6 separate regions of the Mus musculus genome follow, and all the other regions are linked to region 6. A link is a contact called in public HiChIP or PLAC-seq and promoter capture Hi-C data. All regions are on one chromosome and are shown on one strand. Each heading gives the region's core, a stretch centred on a gene start, on an enhancer-like site or on the middle of the called end of the contact. The rest is flanking DNA. Distances are from core to core; before and after follow the strand shown.

What was found. Promoter capture Hi-C pulls out the DNA fragments that hold promoters and counts their contacts. HiChIP or PLAC-seq counts read pairs in DNA pulled down with a chosen protein or histone mark.
Region 1: a contact with region 6 is called in a promoter capture Hi-C map of erythroid cells, with 20 times the contacts expected there. The contact joins the promoter of Tfdp2 here to the promoter of Mrps22 in region 6. A contact is called at or near these places in 3 of 39 promoter capture datasets (erythroid cells, hippocampal neurons and pre-B cells).
Region 2: a promoter capture Hi-C map of pre-B cells shows a contact between it and region 6, with 4 times the contacts expected there. The contact joins the promoter of Msl2 here to the promoter of Mrps22 in region 6. A contact is called at or near these places in 5 of 39 promoter capture datasets (the 3T3-L1 cell line, erythroid cells, hippocampal neurons and 2 more).
Region 3: a promoter capture Hi-C map of liver shows a contact between it and region 6, with 2.5 times the contacts expected there. The contact joins the promoter of Pccb here to the promoter of Mrps22 in region 6. A contact is called at or near these places in 2 of 39 promoter capture datasets (liver and neutrophils).
Region 4: a contact with region 6 is called in an H3K4me3 HiChIP or PLAC-seq map of stem cell-derived neural progenitor cells, with 6 times the contacts expected there. The contact joins the promoter of Xrn1 here to the promoter of Mrps22 in region 6. A contact is called at or near these places in 3 of 39 promoter capture datasets (erythroid cells, liver and pre-B cells) and 1 of 115 datasets of contacts at active chromatin or transcription factors (stem cell-derived neural progenitor cells).
Region 5: a contact with region 6 is called in a promoter capture Hi-C map of erythroid cells, with 25 times the contacts expected there. The contact joins the promoter of Gk5 here to the promoter of Mrps22 in region 6. A contact is called at or near these places in 1 of 39 promoter capture datasets (erythroid cells) and 1 of 9 other capture datasets (liver).

Annotation. Positions count from the first base shown.
Region 1 is chr9:96,194,515-96,198,600 of GRCm38.p6, forward strand. Tfdp2 (transcription factor Dp 2) reads left to right here and starts at 1,761. Exons shown (of 13, transcript NM_001184706.1): 1 at 1,761-2,046.
Region 2 is chr9:101,072,048-101,076,234 of GRCm38.p6, forward strand. Msl2 (MSL complex subunit 2) reads left to right here and starts at 2,715. Exons shown (of 2, transcript NM_001100451.2): 1 at 2,715-3,373. The coding sequence starts at 3,232. It also overlaps the pseudogene Gm46140.
Region 3 is chr9:101,032,772-101,037,260 of GRCm38.p6, forward strand. It overlaps Pccb (propionyl Coenzyme A carboxylase, beta polypeptide), which reads right to left and starts at 2,113. Exons shown (of 15, transcript NM_025835.3): 1 at 1,898-2,113. The coding sequence starts at 2,086.
Region 4 is chr9:95,951,642-95,956,218 of GRCm38.p6, forward strand. It overlaps Xrn1 (5'-3' exoribonuclease 1), which reads left to right and starts at 3,119. Exons shown (of 42, transcript NM_001311130.1): 1 at 3,119-3,302. The coding sequence starts at 3,228. It overlaps Gm16794 (a long non-coding RNA gene), which reads right to left. Exons shown (of 3, transcript XR_871036.3): 1 at 2,987-4,577. It overlaps Atr (ataxia telangiectasia and Rad3 related), which reads left to right. Exons shown (of 47, transcript NM_019864.1): 47 at 1-3.
Region 5 is chr9:96,117,617-96,121,708 of GRCm38.p6, forward strand. It overlaps Gk5 (glycerol kinase 5 (putative)), which reads left to right and starts at 1,813. Exons shown (of 16, transcript NM_001368879.1): 1 at 1,813-1,996. The coding sequence starts at 1,835.
Region 6 is chr9:98,600,075-98,604,331 of GRCm38.p6, forward strand. It overlaps Mrps22 (mitochondrial ribosomal protein S22), which reads right to left and starts at 1,605. Exons shown (of 8, transcript NM_025485.3): 1 at 1,399-1,605. The coding sequence starts at 1,570.

The DNA.
Region 1 (4,086 bases), core at 511-3,010, 2.4 Mb before region 6:
GGGGCTTCATAATTTTTCACTACTGGATTGAAGTAAAGACTTATTTCTGTCATGCTGACTTTTTATCCTTAATGCTAGGATTGCTAATTTGTTTGTTTGTTTGTTTGTTTTGAGACAGGGCTTCTCTGTGTATCCTTGGCTGTCCTGGAACCCACTTTGTAGGCTAGGTTGGCCTGAAACTCAGAGGTCTACCTACCTCTGCTTCCCAAGTGCTGGGACTAACGGTGCTCACCACGATTACCTAGCATGCTAAGTATTTATTAAATAAGCTTAACACAATACCTTAACAACGTTTCCTGCGGAAATTAAATAAATCCACATTCACTTGTCAGTGCAAAAGGCAATCATTCAGTTGAGACTTTTGGATTACTGTATGTTTGGAATTTTGGGATTTTACCCATAACAATTGTCTAGAAATAGTCTCCAAATCTTCCAAAGAGAAAGCCAAGGGTGTTTGCTCTTGGCTTCCTCACCTCATTATGCATTTTTTCTGTCTGCTTGCCTTAGTTTCTACCTATGTACATCATCATTTTTTGAGAAAGGATCTCACTGTTATCTATCTATCTATCTATCTATCTATCTATCTATCTATCTAATGTTTTTGAGAAAGGATCTCATGTAGACTCAGTTGGTCTAAACTCCCGACTCTGCCACCCAGACCATGAGCTGACACTCTGGGGCTGGTATTTACATCAATAGCCCCCTCTCAGAGTTGTTTCCCTTATCACACCACTGAATTTTTTTTTAAAGAACTTTAAGAAGCATCTTTCCTACCTCACTGGAACATAAGCTCAATTATGCCAAGAATTTTTGTCTCTTTTGTACACACAGCCCTAGCATCATAAATAGTATTTGGCTCATAGAGCTATGAGGAAATTAAAATGAAAAAGATCAAAGTATTTTAAAGTCGGATTTTCTTATCTTACTTCCAAACGTCCACATTAGCTACAGTTCATACAGGATCCATGCACTTGAAAGGGGGAAACACCTTTTTTTGGAGGGGTGGGGGCAGGGTCAAAGTGTCTAGCCCTGGCTGGCTCAGAACTCACTGTGTTGACTAGGCTGGCCTTAGACTTAAAGAGATATGCTAGTGTCTGCCTCAGGAGTGCTGGGGTTAAAGACATGAGCCACTAAGCCAACCTGAATTTCTTAATAAATGACTGGGTATTTGAGAGTGTGTGCCTCCAACTTTTTCGGTTCAACTTCGAAATTAAGGCATCTGGCCTTAATTTATTGCTACACTTTCCCAGGAATTGAAGCATGACCAACCTCCACAGTGGTCCACGTGTGGCCTCAGGGTCACTTATCCCTCTGCCTTCCGAGTGTTCCTGGAGCAGTGGCCCATCAGAGGTCTATGGTCCAGATGTAAGGACCTAGTTCCGGTTTCTTTCCGAGAGATGGGATGGAAAAGAGAACCATACTTTAGAGCTGAGAGAAGCGAGGTGGTGGGTGGAGGTGAGGAGAGGGGCTGATGTGGTGGAGGGGGAAGGGCGAGCCTGGCTGCCCTCTAGGTGGCAGGGGTCCAGCGGCAGGCAGAGCCTCAGGGCGGCCCCTAGCGGAGAGTGGCTTTGGAGGTCAAAAGACCAGGGCAGGCTCCCGCAAGCCCGCCGCCCACCTCCGCCTCTGGCCCTGGGGGCGAGCCTGGGGGCGGGTTTTGTTTACTCCCTACACGCACTGCGGCCCGGCCAATCCGTGGAGAGCGTCGGCGCGCGTCATGCCAGCCGAGGGCCAATCGGCGCTCACCGTGCTGCTCCGCCGCCAAAGCGAGCGCGGGGGAAGCGGCGCCGCCGCGGCCGTGTCGCTGAGGGCGGACGGCGTCGGGCGCGCTGGGCTGTGCGGCCGTCGCTGCCTGGCACGCGGGGCGCGCCTTGACCCTTCCTGCACTGCAGGCTTCCGACGCGCGCGAAGACCGCGGCTGCGCGGCCGGGAGCTTGCTCCGAGCGGACCTGGCTCTGCCTGAGGAGCGGCGGCTCGCGAAGAAGCGTCTCCCCGGGAGTGGGCCGAGGGCTGTGTGGACCGGCGGCGGCCCCTCTGCACCAAGCTGCGGTAAGGTCCCGGAAAGGGCGCGGGCCTGCGCGCCAGGGGCCTTTGGACCGGGCGTGGCCCCCCGCCGGCCGGCTCTCCCCTGCCCTGTCCCGGGAGTCTCAGCTTGTCCTCAGGATTTCTCTGCAGCGGGGCCAAGCAACCCTGGAATACCTGATGAGGCTCCGGAGCCCGCGGGCTCGCCATCACCCGGGATCAGGAAGGGCAAGGGCTGACTTGGGCTTCTCACTCAGATCTTCTGACTTTCCCTCCTCCCTTCGTGATCCACCATCCTCCAGTCTGTTTCTGCGGGGTGCTTTTGCAGAGTTCCAAAGCTCTCCCTACCTGGAAGACCCCCAGGTTCCCCCAAGAGAACTTTTCCTTTCAAGTAGAGGTTACTTTCTCGGCCCAAGTTCTGGGAGGAATTCTGCACAAGGCCCTGGTTGCTGTGCACAGAGCAGCGGGAAAGTGACTGTGGGCTCCGCCGAGAGGTGGCACAGTGAAGTGCGTGGACACTCACTCGCCCGTGTTCCGGTGCTTTGTGTGGGCTCAGTTTGTTCATCTGTGAGCCACATCTGCCTATGCGAGGACGGGGAGGGTGTTGGGAGAGAGAAAAGGGCTAATCTCCGGAATGCACTTGAAACAAAGCTCACTTCTACTAAATGCATAACGTAACCCTGGATGCTGGAGGAGACTCTGGACCCCATGTTGTTTCACCTTTTCGGCTGAAATCGTTACCAGGCTTGTAGCCTGGCCTAGCAAAATGTTTACTTTGCATTCTTTTTCCATAGCATTCGTTGAAAGTACCTTTGAGCCTTTGGCGACTTCTGTCTTTCCTCCTTTCATCTCAAGGGGCTCCAACCCCTTATCCTGCCTCCTCTAGGCCAGCAGTTCTCAACCTTCCTAATGCTGTGACCTGACCCCAACCATAAAAGCATTTTGTTGCTACTTCATAACTGTAATTTTGCTACTGTTATGAATTGCAATGTAAATATTTAGGTTTTCCGATGGTCTTAGGCAAGAACGACTCCCTTTAGAAAGGGGTCATGACCCACAGGTTAGAAAACACCCCTCTACAGAGCCAGCTGCTGTGTTTCATTTGACTTAGAATTTTTCTGGGTCATTTGTTTTCTGTTCTCCTAATGGTTTGAAGTCATCGTAACTAGGCAGTATGGTTTAAGTCATTAGCCTCTTTTCCACTGTGGCAGAATTCAAAGTTGAGTATAAAATGTTTGTTTTGCATCTTGCCTCTTCCAGTCACTGATTATCTTACGATTTACTAAGGCTTTACCACTATCCCATTGCTGGAATTCATGTAAGTGTCCATTCTCAAATTGCATCAGGAGATAAAGGCGCCGGCCAGACCCCAGGTTCTGTCACGCTTGTGTACTGGCTCTGGGCAGAGTTAGTTTTAGAACATCTTGTGCCTTGGAACTAGTTTAGTGTTATGGCAGATATGGTGTCAGTAGCCAGTGCTGGCATGTGGTTGCAGAGTCAGGAATGCAGCACTTAACATTTGTTAAGAAAGTCCCGAGACTTAGTAAACCCTTCTGTTGCCTTAATTCCAGGCATAGTAAAGTAGTTTTAGTTATTCATATTACTATTTTGTGGCCGTAATTCCCTTCCCTCGCCCCTTGCGAATATGTAGTCCTTGCCGTGTGCAGGTTTTACCCTTGCAGCCAAAATTCTTAACTGACCTCCAGTACGGTTTGAGGGCTGGGGCATCAATAGCGCAGTGGTAGGGTAATTACCTAAACCTAGATTGACGCCCAGCCCCGGAAATATAAAACAGCAGTAACAAGACCTCACTTTGAAATAGGCTGTGCACTCCTTTCTTCATCTTTTAGGTTTACTTTGGTATGTGTCATGATGGCCCTCAGAAGAAACTAGATTGGGGGTTGTAAGGGTTTTAAAGATGATTAACTATAAATTGGGGCTGGCGAGATGGTTCGGTGGGTAAAGGTGCTTGTCTCCAAGTCTGCTGACCTTATCTCTGTCTGTCTCAGGGATCCACAGTGTGGATGGACAGAGCTCATCCTGAACGTTATCCTCTGACTGTTCCAC
Region 2 (4,187 bases), core at 1,465-3,964, 2.5 Mb after region 6:
TTCAGATAACTGGCAGTTTTACACCCAGGCTGTATACATTGGCTGTCAAGTAATCACTTGCAAGACATTAACCGGATTTCCCCCTAAAATGGCTAATATATAAAAAGATCTTAGGTGGGCACTCTTTTTTTTTTTTTTTCCGAGACAGGGTTTCTCTGTATAGCCTGTCCTGGAACTCACTCTGTAGACCAGGCTGGCCTCAAACTCAGAAATCTGCCTGCTTCGGCCTCCCAAGTGCTGGGATTAAAGGTGTGTGCCACCACGCCCGGCTAGGTGGGCACTCTTAATGGGCTTGACCTTTATGTGATTTTCCCCCTAAATATTTAGGTTAAGCAATTCATTTTCTATAAACAATCCATTTGATTCCTGTTCAAGCGAGGCTCAAGCAGGCTAATAAAAGAAAGGGGTACAGTTCAAGTTGATGTGCTCGTTAGTGCCATAATCTATTACCAGTTGCAACCAATTCAGAAGCTGAAAAAAGAATGGATTTAACTCTGACTCACACAGACCATCAATAGAATTAATCTTAAATTGGGGTGTGCAACTCCCAAAGATTTTAAAAATCTAGTTACAGGGGGAAAAAAATGCCTGCAAGTAGTCTGTTTCCCAGGGTGACGACTCATCTATGCTGCCTGCCTGGATGTAAGCAGTCCTGGGCTTTTATCCTTCAAGTTTCTCCTTTGGAGGAGAGCAACCTGCGTGCAGTGGAAGAAGACCTAAGAGGAACCTGGAATAAAAATAGATCTGTATAACGGTTTTGTTTGGAAGTGACCTTAGAAAATAGCTATCATAAAGAGAAAATGGCAGATGGAGCCTTTAAAATGAGCTAATTTTAGAATACATATCGTTTCCCACGTGTGACTACTAAATACATCCTCCACAGCTTACTCTGCTGATATATAAAATTAAGAAGTTGGATTCTTACTGGTACTGTATGTTAGGCTTTACTAAAAGAAAAACAAAAAAACAGAATCTGTCTTCAAGTCGTAAGATTGTTTGTGTTTCCTTGATAACTTATGGGCCAGTCCCTAAAATTAGCATTTTGGTATACCATAAGCACACATATGTAAAAGGTTTGCACACCTCATAAGCTTCACTTTGTGAACGTGTACAGCGTTAGTATGTGCAAAAAATATCATGTCGGAAGAGCAGTTTCTATTTGTGCTACCCAAAAACGGGTTTGTATTTTGAGAGGGGAGAATCACGCTGTTAGGCTTTATTTATATCCAAGTGTCCTCAGCCTTCTGCAAAAAAGGCAAAAGCTTTGTGTGTGCGTGTGTGTGTTTTAATGCAGAACAACGAAGGACTCAGACACTTTCGGACTCTACAGAACCAGAGCATACATCGCGGGCTGTGTCCACGCACAAGGGCAGGCTCGCTGGGGACCTAGAGGAGTGGCTTTCAAACTTGTGGGCCAGCGCCTAGTCCACGGCCCGCCACGCGCTAGGTTCCGGGAGGAGGCCGGCGAGGCCGGGGCTGGGCTGCCATCCTCCCACTGGGGTCAACTCCGGTCCCCGAACACCCTCCCCCCACCTCCGCCCCACGGCGCGACGCGGGCAGCCCACGCGAGGGGAGACCGTGCCCGCTACCCCAATTCACCACAACCCACACGCCTGGGAGACCGGATTGGAGAGCACGTGGGGGAGGGGCGGAGAGCGCGTCCGGCTCGAAACCGAGCATGCTCCGTGCACGGAACCGTAAGTGGCGAGCCAGACATGCGCAGTGAGCTCGGGGTGTGCTGGCGGCGGGGCAGGGCGGGGCTGGCGTGAGCGGGCTAATGTGTTTATCCGGTTTTCTGGGTGGGCGGTCAAAGCGCACGCGTAAGGGCGAAAGGCGGTAGGGTCGGGGTGGGTGTGTTGGGGGGGTTTGTGCATGCGCAGTGAAGCCGGCAGCGCGGGGAGGGTGTGGAGGGGGCTTTTAGAGGAGAAGCAGGGGAAAAGGGAAGCGGAGGGAGAGGAAGGGCGGGGGGTGGGGGTGGGGAGGGGGGGTGAGAGCGCGCTGTGCGCATGCGTACAAGGGCTAGCGACGACGGCGGCGGGGGAGGCTCGGGGATGACAGTGTCTTTGCCCGTTGGGGTAACGGTCGTCGTTACCGGCCGGGCCTGAGGCGCCGCACCATCTACTGCGGCCGGAGTAGCCCCGGCCCAACGGAGCTAGAGCGGCGCGAGAAGAAGCGTGAGGGCGGCCAGGCGCGAGGGAGGGGCCTGCAGCGGGCCTGGTCGTGCGCGCTGGGTGGCGGCGGCGGCGGCCTGGCGGGGTGAGCTCGCTTAAACCGCGGCTGGGCAGGCAGGCGGCGGCGGCGGCGGCGGCGGCGGCGGCGCAGCACCGTGGCAGTCGCGCTTGGAGGAGTCGTCCGTGCCGTGCCGAAAAGATGGCCGGGCTGTGAGGGGGCGGCGCTTGCGCTGGTGACCCCAAGTGTGCGGCTGAGAAGCGGAGGGGCGCCGCCGTCGCCGCCTGCCTGCCTGCCTGCCTGCCTGCCTGCCGGGCCTGCTCCCCGCCCCCTCCCGCCGCCGGGCCCCGCGCGCACTTCCTCCCGGGCCTCCCTTTCGGGCGGGGGCCTCCCTCCCGCCCGCCTGCCGCGCCAGGCGCAGCGTGGGCCCCGCGTCCGGCATGGCGAGAACGGCAGCGGCGCGCTCCCGCCGCAGTAGCAGCAGCAGCAGTAGCAGCCACAGCAGCAACAGCAACCTCCGCCGCCGCGGCTGCTGGCACTAGACCCGGGAATCCGACGCCTGCGCCGTAGTCCCCACCGTCCCGCTGCCTCCGCGACGTCGCTGCGATGGAGTAAGGGCCCCGCCGTCGGAAGAGAAACGTGTGGACCGCTTGGACCCCACCGGGCCCGCTCCCGTGCGCGCCAGCTCCACCCGGAGGTGCCTCCGCGGCCGGACATGCTGCTCGAGCGCAGGCCGCCCGCCGAGCCGCGGGGCTAGAGCGAACCCGGAGCCCGTCCGGAGCACCCAGCCGCGGCCGTGTCGGACGAACTCGATCGCTGATTTCGCTTGTCTCTCTTTGGTCTGCAAGTCTCAGGGACAGAGGAGGGGCGCCGAGGCCCCCATGTGTGGGAGGATTGCTTCAGCTTCACAAACTTGCACGGATTTTGGTTGCTGCTTTGGCCAGGGGTTCTGCTCAGATTTCTTCCGAATTGTTTTAAATTCGCCATTGTTCCCTGGCTGCTTACAAACTTGGATCCGGAATTTCTTTTCAACCGGGAGCCATTGGTGTCGAAGTGTCTGCAATGAACCCGGTGAATGCTACTGCTCTCTACATTTCCGCGAGCCGCCTAGTGCTCAACTACGACCCCGGAGACCCCAAGGCGTTTACAGAGATTAACAGGCTCTTGCCTTACTTCCGACAGTCCCTCTCGTGCTGTGTTTGCGGTGAGACGCTTCTTTATTGTTCCCCTTTCCCTGCTTGTTTTCTAAAGTTCCTTTGGCAGTAGTAACGTGAACGGTTGGCCGGCCGGTAGTTCGTCTTAAGGGGTGGTACTGTGCAGTAGTACACGGTCGTTAGTTTTGAAAGTCGCCCAGGGACTTTTGCCCGGCGTTTCAGAAAGGCCGAGAGCCTTTTTCAGCCACCTTTGTACGGAGGCTTTAACGTTCAAAATGGTTTTATTTCGCTTTGACACATCTTTCTGGTGTTTTATTTTTTTAAAATACATTTTAAAAAATTCTTCGACGGCTTCACACGTATAGCGGTGATGTCTTAAATGGGGTTGAAATGCCAGCGGCATGCTGCCTTCTTTTTAAAACCTCTGCTGCGGGAACTGATTGAATACCATTGTCATTAAATGTGGTCAAACATTGTTAAGAAATATGCACTGCACTCGTGTTTTGCAGAGGGTGGATGGTATAATCTTGATGCACCTCCAGCCAGAGACCTCAGTGCCCCAGGTTCTACAACAGATGGTTTGAAGGTTAGCACTGACCTAATGAAGCTGATGGTACTTTTTAGTTGGTGAGATCTTTTTACAGACTAGATTTTCTGTAGTTTTAATGTCAGGTGGCCTGGCAGAGTCGCATTGTTTATTTACTTGCTTATTTAAGACAGGTTCCTACTATGTAGCTTAGGCGGACTTCGAACTAGTGGTCTTAGTGTCTCAGTCTCTTGAATGCCGGTATTTCAGGCATGCACAGCCATGTCCCGTTTCAGAGGATTATTTTAAGATTTTTTTCAAAGGGTATTAGCCCCTGT
Region 3 (4,489 bases), core at 863-3,362, 2.4 Mb after region 6:
TGGGAGGTGGGGTTGGGGGTGGGGCGAGTTAGAAGTAGAGGGGTCAGAAGTTCAGCATCATCCTTGACTGCAAAGAAAAGTCAAAGCCAACCTGGGCTGCATGAGATCCTAGTTCAAAATGTCCTTTCAGATGAATTTGAATCCTCAATCTACCAAAAGCCTCCACCTCTTAGGCTCCCAAAACCTCAAATCTATAAATTCCTTGTCCTACTGTGTTAAGAAAACAGCACATATACACATTAAACAAACAAGAAGAAAAATTTTAAAACTTTAAATTAGATATTCTAATAAAACAGTAAAGCCGGGCAGTGGTGGCGCACGCCTTTAATCCCAGCACTCGGGAGGCAGAGGCAGGCGGATTTCTGAGTTCGAGGCCAGCCTGGTCTACAAAGTGAGTTCCAGGTCAGCCAGGGCTACACAGAGAAACCCTGTCTCGAAAAACAAACAAACAAACAAACAAAAAGTAAAAGCCAAAGAGGCTGTGGAAAGAGGCTGTGGAAAACAAATGTACTTTGGGGGGAAATAATCTAACAACTACGGAGATAGACAGATAGATAGATATATAGATAATAGACAGATCGATAAATTTTAAGATATTCATACTTTCTGGTCCTCTTTTAGGACATCTGATTCACGGACATAATGAAAAACTTGCTTAAAGGGAACACAAATTAGCCTCCCAACTAAATAAACTCTGACAGCAGAAAACCTGCTCTGAAGGCCTTAATGTAAGAGCATCAGGATCTTGCCTGGGGTGCAATAGGCAACTGAGCAAGGGTGTCCCAAGAGAAAGGTTACCAGAGCAGTGACAGGCTTTCCCAGGGAACTTAATAGCCCTTCAGAGGGACCCCAAGGGAGAGAGGGCTTATGGCTCACCATAAACCTTACAACCACATTTACATCCCTAAGTGTCAAGAGGAATAAATAGTTTTCCTTGAGCATTTTTCTTTTTTCAAACCTAACTCAGGACATCTGAATCAACATTTGACCCAGATTTTCACACACTTGGGTAAGACTTGCATGCCCTTCACAGGAGCCCTTCCCTTAGGGAACCTTCATGTTAACTTATCCAGCTCTTCTGCCTGGACTCACTCAGTTGTCAAGGACACACTGGGCAAGTCTGGCTTCAAGTCTAGGGTCACCTCTTCCAGCTTCTGTTGTTTTTTGTTTTTCTGCTGCTAAATGACCTCCCCAGAAGAAGCTCAAATGTGATTCCCGCCTCAGCTGCTCTCAGCAGAGTAGCCTGAGAGTTTATAGAAAGTCCACCTGCTTCCTATGCAGCAGATCGATACATGAACCTCTCAAGAGGCCAACCAGACTTCCTCGGTCACAGGCGTCACAAATCCCCAGCACGCAGGGAGACAACACACCAGGTTAATGTGAACATAACCAAGTTTTTTCTAATACTTCGTGCCTGGGTTTTACTGCTTCCTTCCCCGAGAAGAGGGAAGGGAAAAAAAAAAAAAAAAAAAAAACTGTCATAAACACTTTCAGGCAGCGGGAGAACAATCCCGTCTTTTAAATTCAGAGCCTGTGGCCGATTAACGTGGCAATCTTATTCAAACAAGACCTGGAAGACATTATTCTGTTTACGGTGCTTTCTAAAGACCACCTTTCCCAAAAGTTCAAAGCTGCTAAGTGGAGCGCAGCTGGAGACCGGTCACATCCATCCATCCATCCGACGACCAATGCCCACCACCACCGCCTGGGGACCTCCCTAAGTGGTGCAGATGTCTACTGACACCCGAGGGGGCTCTAGGTTCTCCAGGTGGACGTTCTCGCCGCGCCCCTCCCAGGCGCAGCGCCTATTGGCTGGGAGGCTCGTGCGCCGCGAGCCCGGCGCGCTGTGATAGGGCGGGAGCGGAGGGGGCGGGACGCACTGGCGCCCGTGACTCACTCGCTTGTGCTGCGCGTCGATGCGGCGCTGGCCTCCTCCCAGCAACGCTGCATGGCGCTTGTTGTCGATGCGCTCTTTAACTGAAACCGGCTGGCTGCAAAGGCCGCGGGTCGTGATGCCGAGGCCGCAATTCAGAACGCTGAGCCTCGCTCCAGCCGCCACCGCCCGAATCCTAATCGCCGCCGCCATTTTTTTTTTTTTTTTTTTTTGACTGCCAGCGTGACACACACTGCACCTCAGGACGCATGCGCAGAGAGCGTAGACATTGCGAGTCTGCGCCTGCGCGTCGTCGCTGGCCCTAAAGCTGGTAGCAGTCACAGGCTTGCATTCAGGCTCAAGGCGGTCCTGTTCTAGGAAATACCTGCCTCTCAGCTCTGTGCCCGTGTAGCCACACAGAACAAGGACTTCATTCCTCGTTCTGCGTTAGCCATCTAAACTCCAGGCTTCGTCGACCCTCTTCCCCCCAAAAATGAATAGATAATGAGCTCTGACCAACTTTTACCAAATGCTGTGCCAGGTTTTGCTCTTAAAACTTAGCCTTGAAATAATTTATATCCAGATTTCAGAGATGGGATACACAGGAACAGAAGTAGGTTTGTATGGCGTCAAGACTGAAATGTTTTGTGAGCTACGTATTGAGCTCCAGAGAGGGTCTCTTAAAGGGGAGAGGAGCTGGGAAGCTACTTGGCTCAGTGCTAAGTTAAAGCCTTTGCCAGCCTGAGTATGAGGACCAAAATTGGGGTCCCCAAACTCAGTACTCAGCCAGAGTAATGAGTGTCTGTACAGAGAGGTTGCCTAGGTGAGATAGCTGACAGAAATAAAAGAATCCCAGGAAGCTCACGGAACAGCCACCCTAGCATGTACAGAAGCAAATGAGACCCAATTCTCACACAAATAAGGGGACCATTGACACCCCATGTTGTCCTGTGACTTCCACATGTGCACGCCCAAACTCTGATACACACAAATTATTTGATGTTTTTTAAGTTTGTGACGAGACACAGAATGGTGAAGTAAACTTTTAGAGACCATTGTGCTAGGTCTAGGCTCCATAGGGTTTTACAGTAGGGGAGAGAGGTTGGCCTCAACCCCGAATACACCAAAGACAAGATGTATCGGGGAGGGAGCTCAATGGATAGAAAATTAATAGGGAACACAGGGCAAGGAGCAATCTGACAAACAACGTTTGCTTGGTTGAAGGCAAGCCAGGGTGCTCAGACATCATTTGGGGGACAGTGGAAGAAGAACCTTATCAAATATGGAGGGCGATCCCTCATCAAGGGTGGAAGATTCTGGCATAACTGACTTAGCAGGATTCTTGGCAAAGCTACCCTCTAGAAGAGAGGACCTGGGAGCCAAGGTCAGTTCTATTCAAGAGATGCTCAGTAGAGCCTGACCGAAGTTTGGTCAAGAAGAGAATCTTGTCAACACAGCGGCTTTGGCATTAGCTGGGAGGAAATAGGAAAAGTAAACTAGGAGCAGACTGCTCGGGCTCAGACCTACTAATCAGAGGGGATGCAAGGCGGCGGCGGGGGCGGGGGGCGGGGGCGGGGGGGGGGGGGGGAGGCTGCTGACCTCTTAGCAAGGACCCTTTAGTCAGTTCAGATGCTAACATCTGAGAAGTGCTGCTCCAGTGCTTTCGAAAACTCTACTATGAATGCTTTCTCATCTGTTTACCCAGCGAAGTGGCAGGTCTTTAAGGCAAAGTACAAGGTGCATATTTCTCATTCTTAGCCAAAAAATAAAAAATAAAAAAATAAAAAAAGCCTGCCAGAGTTGATTATTAACCCTTCCTAAATCCACCTCACTCCACCTCTCTGCAGGACTCCCACAGAGTTCAAATTCTGGCCTGAGACTTTAACGTTAATGTCATTTTATTTATTTATTTCATTTACGTTTTGAGGCTCTCTCTCTCTTAAACTGGCCTGGAACTCATGATGTAGACAAGATTGGCCCGAAATTCAGAGATCCACCTGCCTCAGCCTTTCAAGTACTGGGATTAAACATGGCTGAATAATCATCTTTGAGCCACCTACTTGCCGCAAGTTGTGTTTCTTAGAACTGTTTCCCTCAACATAGACAGAAGCTGTCCAAGGTCTGAAGACTCCTGACTGGGCAAGGAACTCCTACATCTACGGGACACCAGATGAGAGAGCTCTTGGCCCTGCTTTTTTTTTTTTTTTAAGATTTATTTATTTATAGAGCCTTGGCACCCTTCATGATGGTGGGGAACTGGGGGTGGGGAAGCCTGAGAAACCCTTGAGTTCTTATGTCTCTCCCAGGACAAGAGCCCAGGCATCTGATGTTAGAACAGTCTGGATAAGGTCATCTCTACCAGTTACCTCTGTGTGATCTTGGACAACAGCCTCGGTTCCCACTTCTACTAAGTGGGAGTAGCTTTGTGTCATAGACTTACATGGCTTAAATGGGAGACAATGTGTAATGCTTAAAGATGCATGCAACCGTGAAGTGCTGGTTAAATTGTTGTCTAATAGATTACTAGTAGTTTCCTAAAGTAGACAGTCTCCTCCTCCTCCTCCTCCTCCTCCTCCTCCTCCTCCTCCTTCTTCTCCTCCTCCTCCTTCTTCTCCT
Region 4 (4,577 bases), core at 1,869-4,368, 2.6 Mb before region 6:
GAATATATTAGTAATCTGAAATCCATGTTACTAATCAGTGGTTTGCCTTTAATTCTAAAGTACAGCATACATTTACTTACATTCTCAGAGAAACTAGTATTTCTCTGTGATTTTTAAAAGTATTTAAAATAATGAATTCAATTATTAAACACTGCTTTCTTCATACATATTGTTTAGTCCAACTAGAGAAATAATACATGTATTCTCATGATCAAAAAATAATGTAATTGCAAAGAACCAGCCAACTTAATTTCATTTTATACTTTATATCAACTTCCTTTTCAAAGTGTTAGCATAAGGTTTCATTTGAATAGCAATGAAGCTATATTGAATTCATGTTGTGGGCAGGTATTGGACTGCCTCTTCTGCCCTGTCGAAAGTGATAGGTTATCATTAAATTCACTTCATAAAGCGCTAGTGTGTGTGAAAATGTGATCAAAGAATAGAAACTCAAGAAATATGCATGTGAAAACTAATCAACTGTGTAGTTGTTGGTGATACTGAAGACTGAACCATGCTCTGCATACGTCCTACCATTGAGCCACATCCTAACCACCAATCTGTACATTTAAAACACCACACTGCTGATGGGCCATAACACCCAGTACAGCAGTCGCAGAAAACACTAATATTTACAATTGTCTATGATTTTTTAAAATCTAAAGTTTTTAATGTGTTTAGATGTTTTCTGCATATTTTCTAATAGATTAAAAAGAAAAGAATTGTAAAGTAATACATTTATTATAGTCAGATGGGAAACTGCTGAATTTTTTCTCCATAAGACTCTGTCTTATTTTTTCCTATAAGTAAAAGTATAATGAGGTAAACTGTAGTAAGTCAGAAGACATAAATGTGAAAACTGAACATACAATTTCCTACTCAGATTTGATGTAAAGCAGTTAAGGACAGGATAATTAGAAAATCTTTTTTTACATACTCTGTGTGTTAGGGGGCGTGCATGTGTGTGCTTTTTATCCATTTCAATTTTTTGGCATCTTATTCATATAAACATGTTTAATTAATTAGCATTGATGTATTTTGGTTGTACTTGGTACTAGATTACATAGGATCATTTCAAACAAATACATCATATACTTTTAACAAATTCCTTCCACAATTCCTTTGTTCCCCTGCCTCAGTCTCTTTTGTTTCTTTCAACACTTTAGTGTTGTCTCTGCTATCATCTCACATATACATATATGATTTTAAGTAGCTATATAAAATCTAGGAACCATATATGAAAGAAAATGTTATCTTTCTGAGACTAAGTTAATTTACTTAATATGATCACTTGCAGCTATTTTCCTACAAAAGATATATAACTTCTTCATTGATGAAAAATGTATACATATATATTACATTTTATATATCCATTCCATATATATATATATATATATATATATATACACACACACACATAATTATATATATATGGAAGGTTCTCTTGACTAAAGATGAATGTTGTCCAAGCGCTAATCATGGAAGACAAGCAGTGCCAAAGGAAAGAATCCAATAACTTCTGAAGTATTTATTGTAAGGAAAGTCACATGATAATAAAAAACAAAACAGAAATGTTTATAGTGGCTTTTGTCCTGTTTGGTTGAGACAGTTCTCATGTAGGGCAAATGCGTCTGGAACTTAAGTAAGTGAGGATGCCCTTGAACTCCTGATCTTCCAGCCTCCATCCTTCAAGTGCTGAGATTCAAACTTTCATGCCACACAGGTTTGAGTTTTGGGGTTGAAATGGGCTTTCTTATCAACTAGGATCTCCCTGAACTTACAATGTACCTGAGGATGGCCTTTAACTTCTGATCTTCCTATGCCTCCTAAGTAACCACAACCGGCTTTTTGAATTTTGTTGGTTTCTTTGTTTTGAAACAGGGTATCAAAAATTGTGGATGAGGGGAGTAACCCAGAGTCTTGAAATGGTGGGAAATTACTCTTTCCCACAATACAACTCACAGACTTTAACAAGAAGGAAGGCCCAAGTGTGGATACCTGAAATCCACCTCGAAGAGGAATAATAATCATGGGAGGCAGAGGGAGGAAATTGGGTCGGAGAGGTGAGAGGAAGGGGAAAAGAAGGGGCGGGATCAGGTATGGAAAGGAGGGATGCCCAGAGGGCCAGGAGAATTAATCAACATGCAGCAGTGGAGGTTAGGGCCCATGGGGAACCTCTAGAAAGTCCCAGAGATCTGGGATGTGAGAGGCTACTAGGACTCAATGGGGATGACCTAAGCGGAAATGTGAGGTGGAAGCAGATGGGGGAGCACCCTCTCAGAGTTGGGAGGAGGGCTTAAAGAACTCCGGGAGGGGGAGTCAGGATGGGGGGGGGGGTTGGAATGTAAATAAAGTAATTTAATAAAAGATATAAAGAGGAAAACTATAAAACTCTTTAAAATATTAGAAAATTAAAACTCTTCTGTAGGTTTACATTACTCAGAGAATTACTCCTCTCACAAGCTAACCAGACTTTTTCAAGTCCACATTGAAAAATAGTAAATTTAACGATCCCACGAGGGACAAGCCCACAGTACAAAAAGCAAGTGTCCAATACCTTTCTTACTAGGGTTTCTATTACTGTTATAAGCACCATGACCAAAAGCAACTTAGGAAGGAAAGAGTTTACTTGGCTTACACTTCCACATCACAGCCCATCATCAAAGGAACTTGAGGCAGGAACTGAAGAAGCTCTGAAGGAATGTTGCTTTCTGGCTAGTTCACTCAGCCTTTTTCACATACCGAAAGACCACCGGCCCAGGGGTGGCAGCAGCACACATTCAGATGGGCCCTCCCGCATTGATCAGTAATCAAAATATTCCCACAGGCCAATTTGGAAGCAGCGTTTTTCTCAGTTGAGGTTTCTCTTTCTAACGACTCTGCCATGTTTCAAGTTAACATAAAGCTAACCAACTGTCTCTTAAACGTTCTTATACCATCCGCAAGTCCACACCTCAATCAACTGGCATTTTAAACCTGAGCTCACCTAATGCGCAAATCACACCTCTTGCGCTGTCACCAACGAGTATGGAAGAGCGAGGCAGCGGGATAGACAGGACCCACCGCCCACCAGCGCCGTCCTGCCCCTCTAGGCCCACGGTTTGCTCTATGGTCTGGCGGACCTTGTGTTGTCATCCTCCGAGCGACGGCCGGAGGCGGCGGCGGAGGCCCGGGCGGGGTGTTTGGTTTCGTTTCTGCACCGACTGGAATTAGTGTCGACGGTCAAAATGGGAGTCCCCAAGTTTTACCGATGGATCTCGGAGCGGTACCCCTGCCTCAGCGAAGTGGTGAAGGAGCATCAGGTGGGTGAGCTCAGGCCGCGGCGCAGAAAGCGGGCCCGCGGGCCTCTCTGCGCTGTGGGACCCCGGCCTTCCAGCTGCCCGCGGTGCAGGTCAGCGGCCGAACGGGGGGAAGAGAAGGGGAACGGAGGCTTGGCGGCCCCCGGGTAGCCGCACCAGGTAGAGGCAGGTCAGAACAGAGTGGCTTGCGGCAGGTCTGAGCTCCCCCTGGGAAGGCACTCCAGGACTTGCAAAGGAGCCCTTGGTGGGAAGGCTTTTAAGGAGCCCTCTCTGTCCTCCTGGGAACCGGACCTGGAGCTTCGCTTTAGGCTGCGAAGCTGTGTGGGACGACTTCTCGGGTCCCTCATCCCAAGCAAAGCAACAGACGGTATACAAGCACTAACGTCCCCGTGGTGGAATCGCGGAGCACTCCAGCTGTGAAGAGCTGCATTTAACCTCAATGCCTGGACCGGTTGCTGTAGCTAGCTAGTGTCTTGGGTTTGTGATACTTTTTCATGCTCCCGTTAGCCCCCAGACAGGACCGACCCCCCTATTGTCTAAACGAACAAAACGTTTAGATGGAGCGCAGGGATGGGGCGGGGAGGTGGGGGGAATGGTGCTTAAAGGCTTTAGTATGGCAGAAAGATCTCGAAACATTATTACTAACACTTAGTGTATAATGACCCTACAGCAGCGGGTTTTTTTTTTTTTTGAGTTCTAAAAGTGTGTATTTGTATATTTATATATACTATATACTAGAATATATCTGCATGTTTGAATGACGGAGGAGAGAAACCAAATGTTCTAATAGGTAAACTAGACTTTGAATGATAATGTAGTATGTCACATTTAATGACTTTGGTTTACAGAAAAAAAAAACTCGTTTTTGAAATTTGTATACTTAATAAATTATTTGTGATAAGTAGCACTGTATTAATACTGGAAGTTGTCAATTATGTGGGGTTTTTTTTTTGTTTGTTTGTTTTAAGGTACTTATAAGGTTAAAGATAGAATCCAGCCTCTGGAAAGGATTCTTTTGATATTAACTTCTAATGAAAGTTGGCATATAAAAGAAACCTTATAAAAAGTTCGAAAATGCTGACTTGTCTTCCCCTTATTTTAGTTAAGATTAGATGGTATGAATTTGGTTGACTTAAATTTAGATGGTATTTATTTTCAGGGAGAAAAGTGAAAATGGAGGCATTGTTTTTCTTTTTCAGGATCTTTAATCAATAAATATTTTCTAGCCTAATGTGTTCAATAACATTTTTATTCTATGCTCTTTGATCACAGACATTT
Region 5 (4,092 bases), core at 563-3,062, 2.5 Mb before region 6:
GAAATAAAACAAAAATGAGAAACTTTTTAAAAACTCTAGACTAAGTATTTTTTAAGATCTGCTCTTTCACACTTTAGAAACTGCTGATGTTTGACCTTACGAAAATGATCACAAAGTCGCAGAGTATAAAACCCCCAAGAAATACCTCTGTGAGAAGTACACCAACTGTTAACACTGCCTACACTGAACTTTTCTTAGTTGTAAGCAGGGAAACTAATGGCTAACTGTATGAATAAGCTTGACTAGGTTACTTGTACATTGCTGTGGGAGGTGTAGTTTAGATGTGATTGACATTTAAATCTGTATCCCCAGTAAAGATATCACACACACACACACACACACACACACACACACACACACATGACTGAGCTTCCCCCGATTAGTTGAACACCAGGCAAGCTTTGGAAAAGGGCAAAGGCAAGCTTCGGGAAGGAGGAAATCAAAACTGTAAGCATGGAAGTGTGCCTTCTTTTCCAGGCTGCCAGCAGGCCCTACAAGTTTCTAAGCTTGCCTGGACCTACAACCAATTCTTTAAAGTTTCTTTCCCTCAGGAACTGGGAGAGATAGCTCCGTAGGTAATGTGCTTGCCAGTCAAACATGAGGACCAGAGTTTGGTGCCTATTCACGACAAGAGCATATAGAATCCTAGGGAGCCTTTGGTCCTAGTAAGAGATTGCCTTGAGGAACAAGGTCAAACTTCAGTTGTGGCTCTCAGGTTCTGGCTCTGCCTTCCCTCTGGTATTTGTACAGTTTCAGTTTCTCAAGAGAATCGGACAGCATAGGACTATTAGTCATGCATACAACGCTGGAAAGTCTCTCTCTCTCTCTCTTTCTCTCTCTCTCACACACACACACATTCATGCATGACCAATTGGTCACCAACGATATAGGGCAGACCTGTGCCAGATGGTGCAAATAGGCATTGCTGTGTAGAGACAGACTATTAAGAGAAGCCACAAACAAACAAAAATAAATATGGTGTTCACAGTCAAGCTTCAAGTGACAACCCAAATCCAACTTGGCAAATCTCTGGGAAGCAAGTAGGCTAACAGAGTAATATAAACAAGAAAATATTCCTTTAAGCTGATAAGCTACCCACAAAACATTCTCACGAAATTTAAACTTTGTGTCGCGGCAAAGGCCCTTTAGTGCCATACAAAACTTGGACATCTATTCATCGTTGTGTAATACATGCAAGCTTTTCTGGGAAGACTTCATGAGGAACCTCCTATACTTTTGAATGTCTTCCCACGGACTGGAAAGATGGCTCACTGGTTAAGAGCACTAGTTGCTCTTGCTGAAGACCGGGGTTTGGTTATCATTGCCTACATGGAAGCTTGCAATCGTCGGAGGTCCTCTTCTGACTTCTACATGCATCAGGCACATGTGGCTCACACACATAAATACAGGCAAAAAACTAAGTGAACATGAAAAAAAGTTTAAAATTTTTTCATCTCACTTGATTTTTCCTAACAGATATTCGTAAAAAAGTAATCTGGGCTAGAAGGGAACTAAAAAGTTTCAAAGTAACGGTCGCTGAACGGTGACATCCAGTACAGCGCTGCGGTAAACGCCATCTTTGCCAAATTCCCACGAGCTGCTCGGCGCGCTGCCCTGACGTCACGGTGCTAGGGGCGGAGCGTGGGGTAGCAAGGCTTCCCGAAGGGGCTGAACGAGGCGGGGCGGGGTCTTGTGAAGGGGCGGAGCCTAACTCGTCGAGGGGCGGGACAGGGCGCGGTGTAGGAGGGGCGGGGCCGCGAGCTCTCCGCCCGGGGTCTGGCGTTTATAGCTCCGCGCTGGCCGGCCCGTGGCGACTGCAGTGTTCGGGGTCGCGATGTCAGGGCAGCAGGAGCGTGCAGAGCGGCAGCGAGAGGAACTGAGCGCGTCGGCCTCGCCGCCCTCCCGCTTCGTGCTGGGGCTGGACGTGGGCAGCACGGTGATCCGCTGCCACGTCTATGACCAGACGGCGCGAGTGCGAGGCTCCAGCGCGCAGAAGGTGACTAGGCGCGGCGGGAGGGTCTCGGGATCTGACTGCACCCTAGCTCTTCCTGCACCTCTGGGGGGCTCGGGCCGGCGTGGCCCGGTGTCTGTCTCTCGCTTCCTGTCCCGCGGGACTCAGCGCTCTAGCTTTACCTGGGTGGAACCGAGGTGACTCTCGGGGCAGCGCGGGCAGATTGTGTATATGTGGACAGAAGGTGGTTAGTGATTTGCGTGGTTTTTCTGCACTTCCTCGTCGACCTTTTATGCCTTTTAGCTCTTCAGATTTTGATGGAATATAAAACTGTGGGTTTTTTTTTTTCGGTTGTGTTATTTAAACAATTCGTTGCATTTATTATTTGTGTATCTGTGTGTGCTCGCGTGCTATATGGCACACATTTAGGAGTCAGAGGACAACTTTCTTGGGCATCGGTTTTCTCCTTCCACCATGTTGGCCCGGTCCCTAGGATTGAACTCAGGTCTTCAGGCTTGGCAGAAGTACTTTTACCGCCAAGCCACCTTACTGGTTGCGTTCGTAAAAGTGCTAGGTCCTCACATTAACATTTAACTTCCATGGATATTGGAGACACTGAGCACATTTTGAAAGCTTTGTTATCCTTATTTCTTTCCATCTTTGAGAATTCATTAAAAAGTATCTTCTGGCTTGAGAAGCCTGCCAAAGCATTGGTTGGTCTTTGTTAGCAAAGCCTTAAACCTCAGATGATACTAGTTAACAGCCAACCCCCATTTTAATAAAGCGCTAATTTCTATACAGTGGTCAATGCAGTTGATTGAGTGTAGTGTTCTTATTTACTCCTTTAAATACTAGCATTTTCTAATGTTTAAAATATTAGCGAAGGGATATGAGAGCCATTTAACTTCTTCCTTACAGCACTGGGCTCCCCCCTTTTTTCCCTGTGCTATCCTACATCGACTAGGGTAAAAGTTAAGTAGTGACTGCCTTAAGAATTTACTTTGAGGAAATAGACTAGACGTTCCCTTCAGGGATCTGAGCTAGGAGGTGAGTTGCAGCAACTGCGCTGCTCGCTCTCTCTCTGGCCAGCTGTGTCGGAACACTGCCCACCCACTCAGTCCATCCCTGTCCCAACCTTTAAGGACAGGTCTAAGGCACATACTGAGCTCTTGTCGTATTGCAAGTCTTTATCACAAACACAACGATACTTCTTAGTTTTTCTTACAATTCTAGTCACAAAGTACTTTTGCTGAAACGGTGCATTTTAAATTTTTTTTTTTTAATTAAGGAATGAGAGTTTGGTTCAGGAAGGAGATGGCTCAGCAGGTAAAGAGGACTTCCCAGTCCTCCCTCCTAAGCTTGGATCCCTGAGATGGACAGGGAGAAAGGAGAGCATAGGTTGCCCTCTGTCCTCGGCACTTTAAACTGGCACAAGTGTGCTCCCTACCCTGAAGTAAATATGAAATTTGATAAATTTTTAAGAAGTTGGTAGGCAATACAGCTGCATAGTTGTTGCACAATTTAAGGAAATTTGATTTTTAGAAAGTATTGGGGTTTGGTGGTACATACCTTTAATTCCAGGGCCTGGGAGATAGAGGCAGATGGGTCTCTGAGTTCAAGGCCAGCCTGCCTGGTCTACCGATGGAGCTCTGGCTATGTAAAGAACTGTGGAGACGATGCCTGGGAACTGATGGGAAGAACACTGTCTTTGGGATGCTAAGCATGGTCTTAAACCGTGATAGCTGATGTCAGAACTTAAGGGTGTGCTTCTGGGCAGATAACTACATACAAAAATAAGTTATAGTGGTTTTTGTTTGTGTTTGTGTATTTGTGGTCTTAAGATCTCTCTCTGTATCCAAGGCTGGTCTGGAACTCTCTCTGTAGCATAGGCTAGGTTGGAAATAGGTATCTGCCCACCCCATCCCATCCCTGCTGAGACACCACTAGTCTTTGCTTATGTGGCCATTTAAAAAAATAATTTTATGTCTGTTGTCTCTAGTGATAAAACATGGGGTCTTTCTTTGGCCAACTTTCTAGAAACTTAATCGTGCATCAGATTGTTAGTCCAAGCACACTGGCCTGGCATGTGCAGTGCCCTGGGCGTTACTTCCAACCAACAAAAAGATAAGGAGGCGCCTTCT
Region 6 (4,257 bases), core at 355-2,854:
TACCTTGGCTTCTCTGACTCTTTCCTGAACTCACTACAAACCATTCCCACAAAGATTCCTTGAGAGTGATCTGCTAAAAAACGCAAGCAAGATGATTTAAAGCTTTCACATTTAAAACTCGCATGGTTTGACTGTGTCCGCCACTGAGAGATTTAGTCTCTGTCCCAGTTAGGGTTTCTATTACTGCAATGAGTCACCATGGCCATGAGCAAGCTGGGGAGGAAAGGGTTTGGCTTACACTTCCACAGTGTAGTCGTCTATCGTTGAAGGAAGTCGGGACACAAACACAAGTTGCCCAGAGGCAGAAGCTGATGCAGAGGCCATGGAGGGGTGCTGCTTACTGGTTTGCTCCCCCTGCTTTCTTATAGAATCCAGGACCACCACCAGCCCAGGCATTGCACTACCCACAATGGACTGGGCCCTCCCACCTCAAACACTAAGTAAGAAAATGTCCTACAGCTGGATCTTATGGAGGCATTTCTTTCCATTCAGATAACTCTGGCTTGTGTCAAGTTGACACAAAACTAACGAGAACGTTTCTTTGAAGACCAAACTCCTGTGTTTATTCTCATGGTCACCCACAAGCTCCAGTAACTATATACATGCTCAGCACTACACTGTCTTGAGACAAGCTCACGCACCTGCTCGACTCTAGTGATCGTTTTTTTACTCCAGTGCGCCTCAATTTGTATCTAACTGTATACTGACCCTGGAATAACAAAGACATCTCAACTTCAACACAAAACAAGCAAAATTCCGCCTCCTTTCCCGTTTTTTAATTTTCATTTTACCGAGTCATCAATCCAAACTCAAAAATCAACCACATAAACTGTTTCTACCATTAATGTTCTCTAGCTTGCCACGAGTCTCCATTCAACTGCTTACCATCAAAACCTGGACACTTACTTAGACATTATCAATCCTAACTCCAAAATACGTTCCCCCAAAATACCAGCGTTCAGTTTCTTCTCTATACCTCTGCTTATTATGGTGTCCTCTTGTTCTTTTAACCTTAGCATGGTTAGCCTGGTGGCAGCGTTGCCCGTATTTTCCCTGGGATTCATCCCTATGCGTCCAACATAGTTTGAAAGGCAGCTAAGTGCTTTCCGCCCCCCCCTCCCCCCATGCCCGACGTAGCCTGGATCACAGAACTCTGCCAATCGCCACTGGGATAACAGAGTCCAGGTCAACCCTACAGCATGCCCCAAGCTAATGTAGTGTAATGCTTTGCAAGGGGCGGCACGCAAGCACTAGTGACTGAATGAATGAATGAATGAGGACTTAGATAAGTTCTGCAAGGACGGACGGAAGCCGCACGCAGTCTGACAAGCCGCCTTCACTCGTTAGAGCAAGCTCTAAGTTTCCCGGGCGCTCAGCAGAGTTCTGGCGGTCACTCACCTGCCTCGGAGCTGAGCAGGCGGCGAGGCTGCCCCACCTCGAATGGCTGGGGCCGCGTCGCGAGCAGAGCATCGGGGTGGCGCTGGGCTGTGGCCCGAGTACAGACCCGCCGTGCTCGCCGAGAGCCCAATTGGAACCTCCACAGCGACAACGGTGTTCTGACTGCAGCCATGATTACCAGACGCTCTTTGCGCCGGAATCGATAGAGCAACTTCCGGCTCGAGAGGTTTTTGTGCAGCATTCTGGGAAATGTAGTCTGGGTGGAGGCAAGGCGCCGCGGAAGCGTTTTAAAACTACTAAAATCTTTGTGCAAGCAAGGCAAGCACTGTATGGAATGAGCTATATGCCCCGCCCCGCTTCCCTCTTAGAGACAGTCTCTGCAGTCTTGACCTCAAACCCGCTGCAATCCGCTTTCTGACCTCTGATTACAGATGTGGGAATGAACTTTTTAAAGAATTTTTTTAAAGTAATTTTGTTTGTGTGTGCATGCGCATGAACTTGTATGTGGAGGTCAGAGGATAGCCTGGGAGAGTCGCCGCTCTCTTTCGACCCAGAGATGGAACTCAGGTGAAACTTGGTAGCAGGTATCTTTACAACCTGAGCAGGAATCTCACCAGCCCATTTACTTTTGTTTGTTTGTTTATAGTATTAGCTTTATCATTTGTATACAAGACATATACCACATACACACACATGCATACACACATAATACATACATGTTAAGAGTACATACATTAAGAAACAAAATAGTCGGGCGTGGTGGCGCACACCTTTAATCCCAGCACTTGGGAGGCAGAGGCAGGCGGATTTCTGAGTTTGAGGCCAGCCTGGTCTACAGAGTGAGTTCCAGGACAGCCAGGGCTACACAGAGAAACCCTGTCTCGAAAAAAAAAAAAACAAAAAAAAAACCAAAAGAAACAAAATAAGGGCTTGGAATTTAGCTCAGCACTAGAGTACTTGCCCTAGGTTCGGGTCCTAACAACACATGGGCACGTGCAACATCCCACCAACTGCTTATTCACAAGTACGTGTTTGAGTCTCTCGATGTGTGTACAGGTTTTTTGTTTTGTTTTTGTATTTTTTTCCTCTGTGCTCCTTTTCTCTTTTCTTTTTGGTTTTATGGTTCTGAATAATGAATGTGTATTGCCCTCCTAGACCTCTTCCCCCACTTGCGGGTTTAAATCCAACTGTTTGCAGTTCTTTCAAACTTTTCAAACGCACCCCAAATGTTTGTTCTTCATTCTGAATCCATAACCACCAATCACCTTATACCTTCCCTTCATCGGCCCTTCTATAATTTCTGGTCATTCTCCTTATTATCTGCTTATTTTTCTCACCACATGAAGGCTATGCCTATACATTATTATAATTTTACCTAGTACTGTTTATGTGCAGAACAAATACTTGTTGAATGAAAGAATGGATGGGTGGATGGATGGATGGAAGGATGGATGGATTGGTAAATGGATGGATGCATAGATGGATGGATGGATGGATGGATGGATGGATGGATGGATGGATCAATGGATGGATGGATGGATGGATGGATGGATGGATGGATGGATGGATAGGTGGGTGGATGCATAGATGGATGGATGGATGGATGGATGGATGGATGGATGGATGGATTGGTGGATGGATGGATGGATGGATTGGTGGATGGATGGATGGATGGATGGATGGATGGATGGATGGATGGATTGGTGGATGTATGCATGGATGGATGGATGGATGGATGGATGGATGGATAGATAGGTGGATGGATGGATGGATGGATGGATGGATGGGTGGGTGGGTGGATGAATGGATGGACGGATGGATGAGTGGGCACATGATTTCATTATATTCTTTTCTAGGTGACTAGGGAGTGCAATTCTTTTCCTTCCATAGATTAGTCAGCTTAAGTAAGCACTTTGCCCTAGGCCTGGCAGAAGAAAGTTGTTGAACAAATATGTGTTTGAATTTGCTGGATAGAGAGAGACTTAACTCCTAACCTCACCTATTTTCTTCCCCATTCCCCATTGTGAAAATTCATTTAACAAAATGGAGTCACTCCTAGCTTATCCCATTGTAAAGGAGTCTCCTCTCCACAGGAGACACTATAGCTATGAACACTTACTGCAAGAGCTAAACCAATCCGTTGACAAAGGCTCCCCTGCCTTTAAGAATAGTTTTACTTAGTAACAAGTACCAGAGCTGCTGTGACCGTTAGACTGGCTTACACAGTCATTTCTGAGGCTTGTCAGCTTTCTAAAGCAAAAAAGTGCCCCCCCCCCCAAAAAAACCCTATCTCCCTTCATTTCAAAGTGATTGAGACTATCTTAGTAAAACCCACAACTTTTTCTTTGTCCACTGAACATATCAGGGATCACCCCAGTTTTATGTACTCATGCCCCTGTTTCTAATCTTAATCTTTGTTCCCAAATAATTGGTTTTTTGGAAATTCATGCCTGTGTTTCTGTTTGAGTTTTAAAAGGTTATTTGCGTATTTATTTGTTTGATTATTTGTATATGTGAGTTTATGTGGCTATCTGTGTGCTCTAATCTATTACCTTCTTCCTGTGCACTTTACATGGGGGTCTGTCTCTACACTCGGGGCTCATGCTTTCTTGGACAGCCTGGAAGCCTCAGGGACCCTCCTGTCTCCACCCTCTCTATCAATGCTGGGACACATGCATGGGATATCCACCTGGTTACATGAGTTCTGGGACCTGAGCTTTGGTCCTCATGCTTGTGCAGCAAGTTCCCTTAACTCCTGAGCCATCAAAGGTGACAGCATTATGGACTCTACTATTGCTATTTGAATGGGAGAAGATGACAGCCCTAGGCTTGGCCTTAATTCAGGTAGGGGCTACTATC